Regions from separate parts of the Mus musculus genome. Here region 1 is linked to region 2. Evidence: chromatin contacts called from public HiChIP or PLAC-seq data. All regions are on one chromosome and are shown on one strand. Each heading gives the region's core, a stretch centred on a gene start, on an enhancer-like site or on the middle of the called end of the contact. The rest is flanking DNA. Distances are from core to core; before and after follow the strand shown. Region 1 has its middle 17 kb from the start of Mrpl15. Region 2 has its middle 63 kb from the start of Gm37323.

Evidence for each region. HiChIP or PLAC-seq counts read pairs in DNA pulled down with a chosen protein or histone mark.
Region 1: a contact with region 2 is called in an H3K27ac HiChIP or PLAC-seq map of extraembryonic endoderm stem cells. The contact joins two enhancer-like sites. A contact is called at or near these places in 20 of 484 Hi-C or Micro-C datasets (Sertoli cells, brain, embryonic stem cells and 6 more) and 6 of 115 datasets of contacts at active chromatin or transcription factors (cardiomyocytes, differentiating embryonic stem cells, embryonic midbrain and 3 more).

The regions. Positions count from the first base shown.
Region 1 is chr1:4,766,918-4,770,429 of GRCm38.p6, forward strand. No RefSeq gene overlaps it. Among named protein-coding and RNA genes, the nearest start is that of Mrpl15, 17 kb to the right of the region's middle. Within about 2 kb of position 1,669, at least 10 of the 459 cell types and tissues checked have an H3K27ac peak or open chromatin away from gene starts, as enhancers often do. A contact at or near this core is called in extraembryonic endoderm stem cells and liver, where this site is marked.
Region 2 is chr1:4,670,102-4,673,634 of GRCm38.p6, forward strand. No RefSeq gene overlaps it. Among named protein-coding and RNA genes, the nearest start is that of Gm37323, 63 kb to the left of the region's middle. Within about 2 kb of position 1,355, at least 27 of the 459 cell types and tissues checked have an H3K27ac peak or open chromatin away from gene starts, as enhancers often do. A contact at or near this core is called in extraembryonic endoderm stem cells and liver, where this site is marked.

The sequences.
Region 1 (3,512 bases), core at 419-2,918, 97 kb after region 2:
AGAACACGCTCTCCCCATCCTACACAAGGCAGCAGACGGCAGCAGCAGGCAGCAGCAGGCCACGCTACTGTTGAGAGCTGTCGCCAGACTGTAACCTTTACATACTGTTTTGGATGCCTTCTTGAATCCGATGTTTTTAACCCAAACACTGCGGTTCTCCTCACCTTCCATCCACATTTGATAAAGTTTGATATTTCTCTCACTTTTTTTCTTCTAGTTTTTGAAAGTAGAACATTTGTTTTGCAACAGATCAATGAAGTCCTCAGAACGAGCCTGGGCTACACAGCTGCTGTGGGAGCTGTTCCTTCTAGGAATCCACATCTGGATCTATAACAGTTTCCTTTTTGTTGTTGTTATTTTGTTTTGTTTTGTTTTTTCGAGACAGGGTTTCTCTGTATAGCCCTGGCTGTCCTGGAACTCACTCTGTAGACCAGGCTGGCCTCGAACTCAGAAATCCGCCTGCCTCTGCCTCACAAGTGCTGGGATTAAAGGCGTGCGCCACCACTGCCCGGCCTATAACAGTTTCTAAGTGCCTCTTTAGCCCAGCCCTGACAGCGCATCCTAGTTCTGCTTCCTCTGGTGCTCGTGCACACGGTCGCCATGCTTCCCACAAGTCCACTCCTGAAGATAGTAAGCCTTAAAACCACAAGATGTATCAACAGGCTGATCAGCTGGGTGGTAGAAATAAGGACATCTGTGCTTGACCCAAGTTCAGAAAACAGCCATTAAAACCTGGAGCGGCTGAGTATCTGCCATCTCATTTCTGCAAGCTTACAAGAGGGTGAGGAGCCAGGACATCTGTGCTTGGCCCGAGGCACAGGAGCAAGACTGGAGGTGCTTGCCACTGCTGCTGTCATGTTGTGGCTATTGCTGGGCGCTCCCTGTAGCTGTAGGCCTCAAGTCTCAATTTATAGATCTGTTTATTCTAAAGGAAAGAAGCAGGAAGTTCATTTTTATCAGTGACCTTGACTGGATGTCTTTGATGATGTTTAATAGGCTAAAGGTTCCGCAGTTTATTTATATCATTAAAAAATGATGCCATCTTTCTTGTATTTTTCACATCTCTTTAATGAGTGTGTTTCCTGAAGTCAGTCACACACACAGTTTAAAGCAAGTATTCTTCAGTACGACTTACTAATTCTTATTGTGGCTTCATCCTGACCGATGATATAAAGTGAGCGATATTATTTCCAAATATTTACCTGAACTTGTAATCTATTGTTTCTGGGCTTTTGTTTGTTTTGTGTTGTTTGTTTTAATTTTTTTTTTATTTTAATGGTGATATTTTAAAACCTTTTTCTCCATAATATTGTATAGAGCAGAATTTACATATTATATGTCACATTTTTAATCTTCTAATCTCCTTCTTTAAAAAGCAAAATGATTTGTCAATTTAAGAAGGTTATTTACAAAAAAAAAAAAAAATTACAGGCTGGGTGTGGTAGTATGCAACTTTGATCCCAGCAGTTAGGAGGCAGAGGCAGGCAGATTCCTGAGTTCAAGGCCAGCGTGGTCAACAGAGTGAGTTCCAAGACAGTCCTGTTACAATAAGAAATCTTGTCTCAAAAAACAAAAACAAAAACAAAAATTACAGCAGTGGAAACAGCCTAAGAAATTTTAGGAAACAGTGTCACCTAGTGGTCACACACGGCACTGCAGAAATGTTAACTTGATTTCGTGTCCCATTTCACTTACAAAGACCACGCTGACCCTGAAATTAGAGAACCAGTTGCCTGTGCTTCCCAAATGTTGTGATTAAAGGAGAGAGACACCATGCCAAGATTCCTGCCCTACTTTTGAAACAGCCTCTCAGGGCTGTTTTTACTCTCAGGTAAAATTTCTGAATTCTATTTTGCCTCTTAGTGGCTGGCATAAATCAAATTATAAAGACTCTTTTGGTCTGGAGAGTTCACTGAACTATCCAGAAATGAAAACAGCCAAGTGGGTGCTGCAGCTCACCTCCAGCTCTATTAGTTCCCAGGGAGACTCCAGTAGCCAGAGCATTATCTCCGCTGCAATTCGGCTACCTAAAGGAGGAAGGCTTTCTTCCCAGAATATCTCCCTTTAACTCTTTTTTAATGTGTTATTATGTGTGGCCATGATGTTGGAGAATTGCCTTGGTACACACGTGGAGGCCATGTGGAGTTGGCCTCTGCTTCCACCTTCGCCATGGGTTCCAGGAAGTGAACTCAGATCAATAGGCTTGCCTGGAAAAGAGCTTTAGGCACTGAGCCATGCCATCGACCCTGTATAGTTCAAGGATGAATGTCAACCAGGCTTAGTGACGCATGTTTGCAATCCTAGCCCTCTAGAAACAGAATCAAGTTCAAGTCTAACTTAGAGTATGTAGTATTTTTCTAAAAAAAAAAAAAAAAAATCCTGTGCTTAATGGCGATCCCTTTCACTAGCACATCGGTCCATATATCCCTTCTTCCGTGCTGGCCATCAACCATAAGAAGTACTGTTATCCACACAATTTTGCTGGCAAGATAACTGAAGCTCACAAGAATTCCTGGCTAACTTGGTTTATGCACCAAGGACCAAGCCCTTCAAAACTCCTTCCTTAATCCACTTTGCTCCCATGTTCAACACTGGCTTGTGACTGTACACTCTCAGCAACTTCACTCTGTGTATAATATACCAAAAAGTAAGAGCTTGTCAGCTGTGTATCCTTAACACAGTTAGGATACCATAATATCCCCCTAGGAAACTTGAGATCAACATCTGAAACAAAGTTTTGGGGGGATTGAAGAAATTCGGTGTGAAAGCAGCTGCTACAACTTGAGATTTGGCTGTCTTTCCTTCGGTTTTTTTTTGTTTTTTTGTTTTTTTGTTTTTTGTTTTTTTTGTTTGTTTGTTTGTTTTTTTTGTTTTTGTGGTCACCATCTATTACAGAACTTGGGTTTGTTCCACCAGACCTAGGTTCTAATCAATCCCTTTGAAACTTACTTCAGATTCTGTCCATTGTATTTCAGTGGTTTGGTTATCCTAGTGTCTGAACCTCTGAGGCAACTGCCTTTCTAATTTCAATGTGTCTAGCATTGTGCCTGTGTGTGTGCCCTTGAGAACTGTCGATTGTAGAAACTCATGAATACTTAATATTATTAATCAAACCTGGAATTTCCCAATGCTTGCATTTGGCCACCAGGGGGCAGTCTTGCCAATTTGAAATGCCGATTTCGTTTTTGGGAGACTCCAATTCTTCACCTTTGAGCATCTCAAACGTTACTTCTTTTAGAACTTTTCACTTGAAAGTATTTCAAAGGTAACTCCTGCTGGCCGCTTGCCAGAGTTTGTCTAAGCAGAAGGCAACGTTTCATTCTCAGTAGCTACTCCATGCAGGTAGCCACAAGCCCACCAACAAACGAGAGGAAAAGGAGACAGCCCACTCAAGAGCCCAGAAATTTGTGACAGTCAAGTTCTACAAAACTAGCACAGTGAGATTCCGACCCTGCCCAGAAAGGCTCAGAGTGTAACAGCTTGTCTCAGCAGTTGGCTCACAGGCCATGGCA
Region 2 (3,533 bases), core at 105-2,604:
GCATGTCAGCTATTTCCTAAAACTAGCAGTTACTCACTTCACATGATAACAAAAATCTGAGCTAAAATATTGAATTATTTTTAATCCTTACAAGTCTTACTTGATGCCTACAGTGTTTCTGTTATATGAATTCTCTGAAGGGAGTGAAAGCCTGTTTGTTTTCTCCAGTGAGAAAACTGAGCTCAGGGAACCTTGTTCAGTAGGTGGGGTTACAGAAATAGGAAGCGCTCTACTCCCTCTTCAACATGGATTTAAAGTCCTACTTCAAAAATTAGAATTTTTTTTTTACATCAAAAGCCAAAAAGGAATACATTGATTTGTCAGACAGAAATGACCACAGAAGGAAATTTGAGACCATGGACTTTTGGGGTCAGAAAGTCCTGTGTTATCTGGGTGAGCTCTTGGAAGCCTGTGGTTTCTATGCATTGTCTTGGATGCATAGAAAAAGGAAAGAAGAAAAAAAGCAATGCTACCCTTTGTCAAAGAAACTGGGCCAAACCTAGAGATTTGGAGAAATCAATATACTTCAAAAGAATTGTTTCTAAGATAACACTATCCAACTTCAAAGAAGCAGTAGAAGACACTGATTTAGAATCCCCAAACTGCAAATGTGGTTTTCAGCCTAGGGGAGGAGGCAGCAGGTCACCCTGGCCAGGTGAGCGATGGAATGAAAGAATCTGGCTAACAGCCTGACTCACCGCTTCCTGGTTCCAGGAAAAAAAAATGGATTTTTGCAGCAAGCCATTCAGTTTGCTCAGTGATTCCAATACTGCTAGCAAGACCTTCCTAGGCAAGCTGTCTAACAGTGAGTTTCAAAGAATTAAGTAAACAGCACCAGAAAGGAAAAAAAGTACAAAGCAAAATTATTACTTCTTGGCCAGGGGGGGGAAAAATCCCACACCAAAAAGCAACTGACTGAATGGTCCACCCAGGGAGCACCCATGGGTATAGTACAATTGGTCATATGAAATACAAAATGAAACTAGGATTTCATATAGGGCTGAGTCCCAGGGTCTCTAATATCAGATTAAATGTCCTATTGCTCCTTGATAAGAAAGTCTTCACTTTAGAGTCTGATACACTGAAGGCCAGCCAAGTCCCTCAAAGCTCCTGCTGTTTTATCAGATCAGTTAGAATCCTTTTTTGATAAGATAAAGTACTCAGTATTTGCATGCTCCTACACAAATGCTGATATAATGGAAATTTTCCTTGTCTGTAGATTATAGCAAACAAACACATGCATGCAATGTGTGGTATCAGATTGGATTTTTGCAAGAAGGTAGTTGTAAATTTGGAAGCAATTGGCTGCCCTTTGACTAGTAGTACACAGTTAAAGCAACAGTTGACCAATGAAACAGTTGGCAGGATGTGTGCACACAATGATATCATTTTAGTAATAATAGTTACATCCTCATGTGGACACACAGAAAAATCATCACAAGAATATGCAAGATTGTGGCAGTCCCAGGAACAGGTGATGCCCTCACTGGTATTTCTGCTTTACTTTCTGATTCTCTACAGTGACCATGTGCAGTTTTCTGTATCTATAGCAAGTTACAGCTGACTGATCTAGCTGAAACCAGGCCACATTTTCCCCCTGAGGCTTTGAAGTTGAGACTTGTGAAACTACATTGGCTTCCTTCCAGGTTCAAAACTGTGACTTACTAACAGAAAACGCAACTTGGCTTCTGATAGCTGATGGATTGTCACCTCAAATTCATGGCCCTTGCCTCACCCCATGACAGCATAAAATGAATCTGACCCCAAGGGGACTGTGGAACACTGAGAACATTTTGGAAACATTCCCAGTTCTTGACACCACCCACATGAATACCTGGAAGCCCAGTGTTACTATAGTAACCCCCTAGGCCACAGCAAGCTAGCCCTGCAAACCTAACACATCCCACACTGGCATCTCATGCAACGAATTAAGGACCAAGAACAAAGCAGTGGTGACTGTCAGGTTTCCTAACCCTGAAGGTCAAAGACTAGGTTCCATGACAAGGGGACATGACTCCTACTGATTTATCTTTCCTCCATCCTGTAACTGGAAATCTCAAGAAGTTTGTTTCGTGACTATATATCAGTAATTTTGAGGTGGAGGTTTTTGTGGGGGCAAAATGTCCACAAATGTCCCTTCCACACCAAAGCAGACTTATAATCTTCAAATCCCAAAAGAAAGCAAGGAGAATGGTAAGGGCAGAGCCTGGGTTTACCAAGAATAAAGAGCGAGCAAAGTTCAAAGATTTGGGGAAAATCAAAACAGGCAACTACCCAATGGTATTAACTTAAATAAACCAAATGTGGGGTTAAAAAAGCTTGTGGATATTAAAGGTTACATCATCATCAGTCAACTTCAGCCTCCTGGGACAACGCACAATGTGAGTAAAACTGCCTTTCATCATAAATCGTTCTTACCCACCCCGAATCCCAGGGAGAACTGACAAACAGCCTGCCTGTGAGAGGAAAGGCAGATGACTCCTTCAACTTCGAGGTAGGAGCAAAACATTAACCCAGTGCAACCACAACAATCTAGGCAGGATGAAGGGCAGAGAAAGGAGGAGCTCTTCAAAGAGCCTGGAGAGTGGGTTTCACCAGATTTAATATTCTGATGTTTTAATAATATACAACATCTCACAAAGTGACTGGTGTAACTAGCTTTATAGGGGCTCTCTGGATCCATTTGAGAATAAATGCACAAATAAACAAAAGACACCATCACCCCCCCAAAAAATTATCTTGATTACAGGTACACTGTGTTTGTGGGTTCTCTGTTGCTATATTGCTTTTTATTCCTGAAAGTAATTAACCAGATGCATCAGGGTATTAATGTCTTAGGTCCTTGATTTGGGGTGGGGTCCTCTTTAAGTAACTAAATATCAGAGCTTTAAGGGATCTGAGCGTCTTCTTTCACAGAGGGTCCAATGAGGCCCTAGAAATCCCAGGAATTCTCCTGGGGGAGCTATGTCTACTTATTCTAGGAGGGGCAGTAATGACATACCAAAGGAATCGTTCTACCCAAGTCTACCTCGAGGAACCAATGGCTTATTGGACTTACTGGTAGACTTAAATGAAAACTGCGGTTTTTAAAGGTAATAGACCCTGGGGGGAAAAATTCTCCCTAAATTTCTATCAAGATTTTTTTCTCCATCAGTTTTATTGGGGTCATTATTTCAAGGTTCATTAAACGTAAAGCAGAAGTAACACATATTTCTGTTAGTTACAAACTTGGATGAAAAAGTTTTATATTACTTTCTCCTATCCATATTCATGGAAAATGTGTAATAAATGGTAAACTTATAATGTTAGTTATATTTCTGGTGATTTATTCTTTAGGAATAAGCCATGTACTTATTAAGCAACTTTGTAAGTTCTTGACCAATCAAATAAGGTATGCTTATAAAATAGTTCAATTTCTATTATACAATTATTCAAAACTGTCAAAATAAGGCAGTCATCTATCACCCTTTAGCCCATTTTGTACAACACTTGAGCCAGTAGTCACTCAAAGGAAACTCAAGTAGAAAATCCAC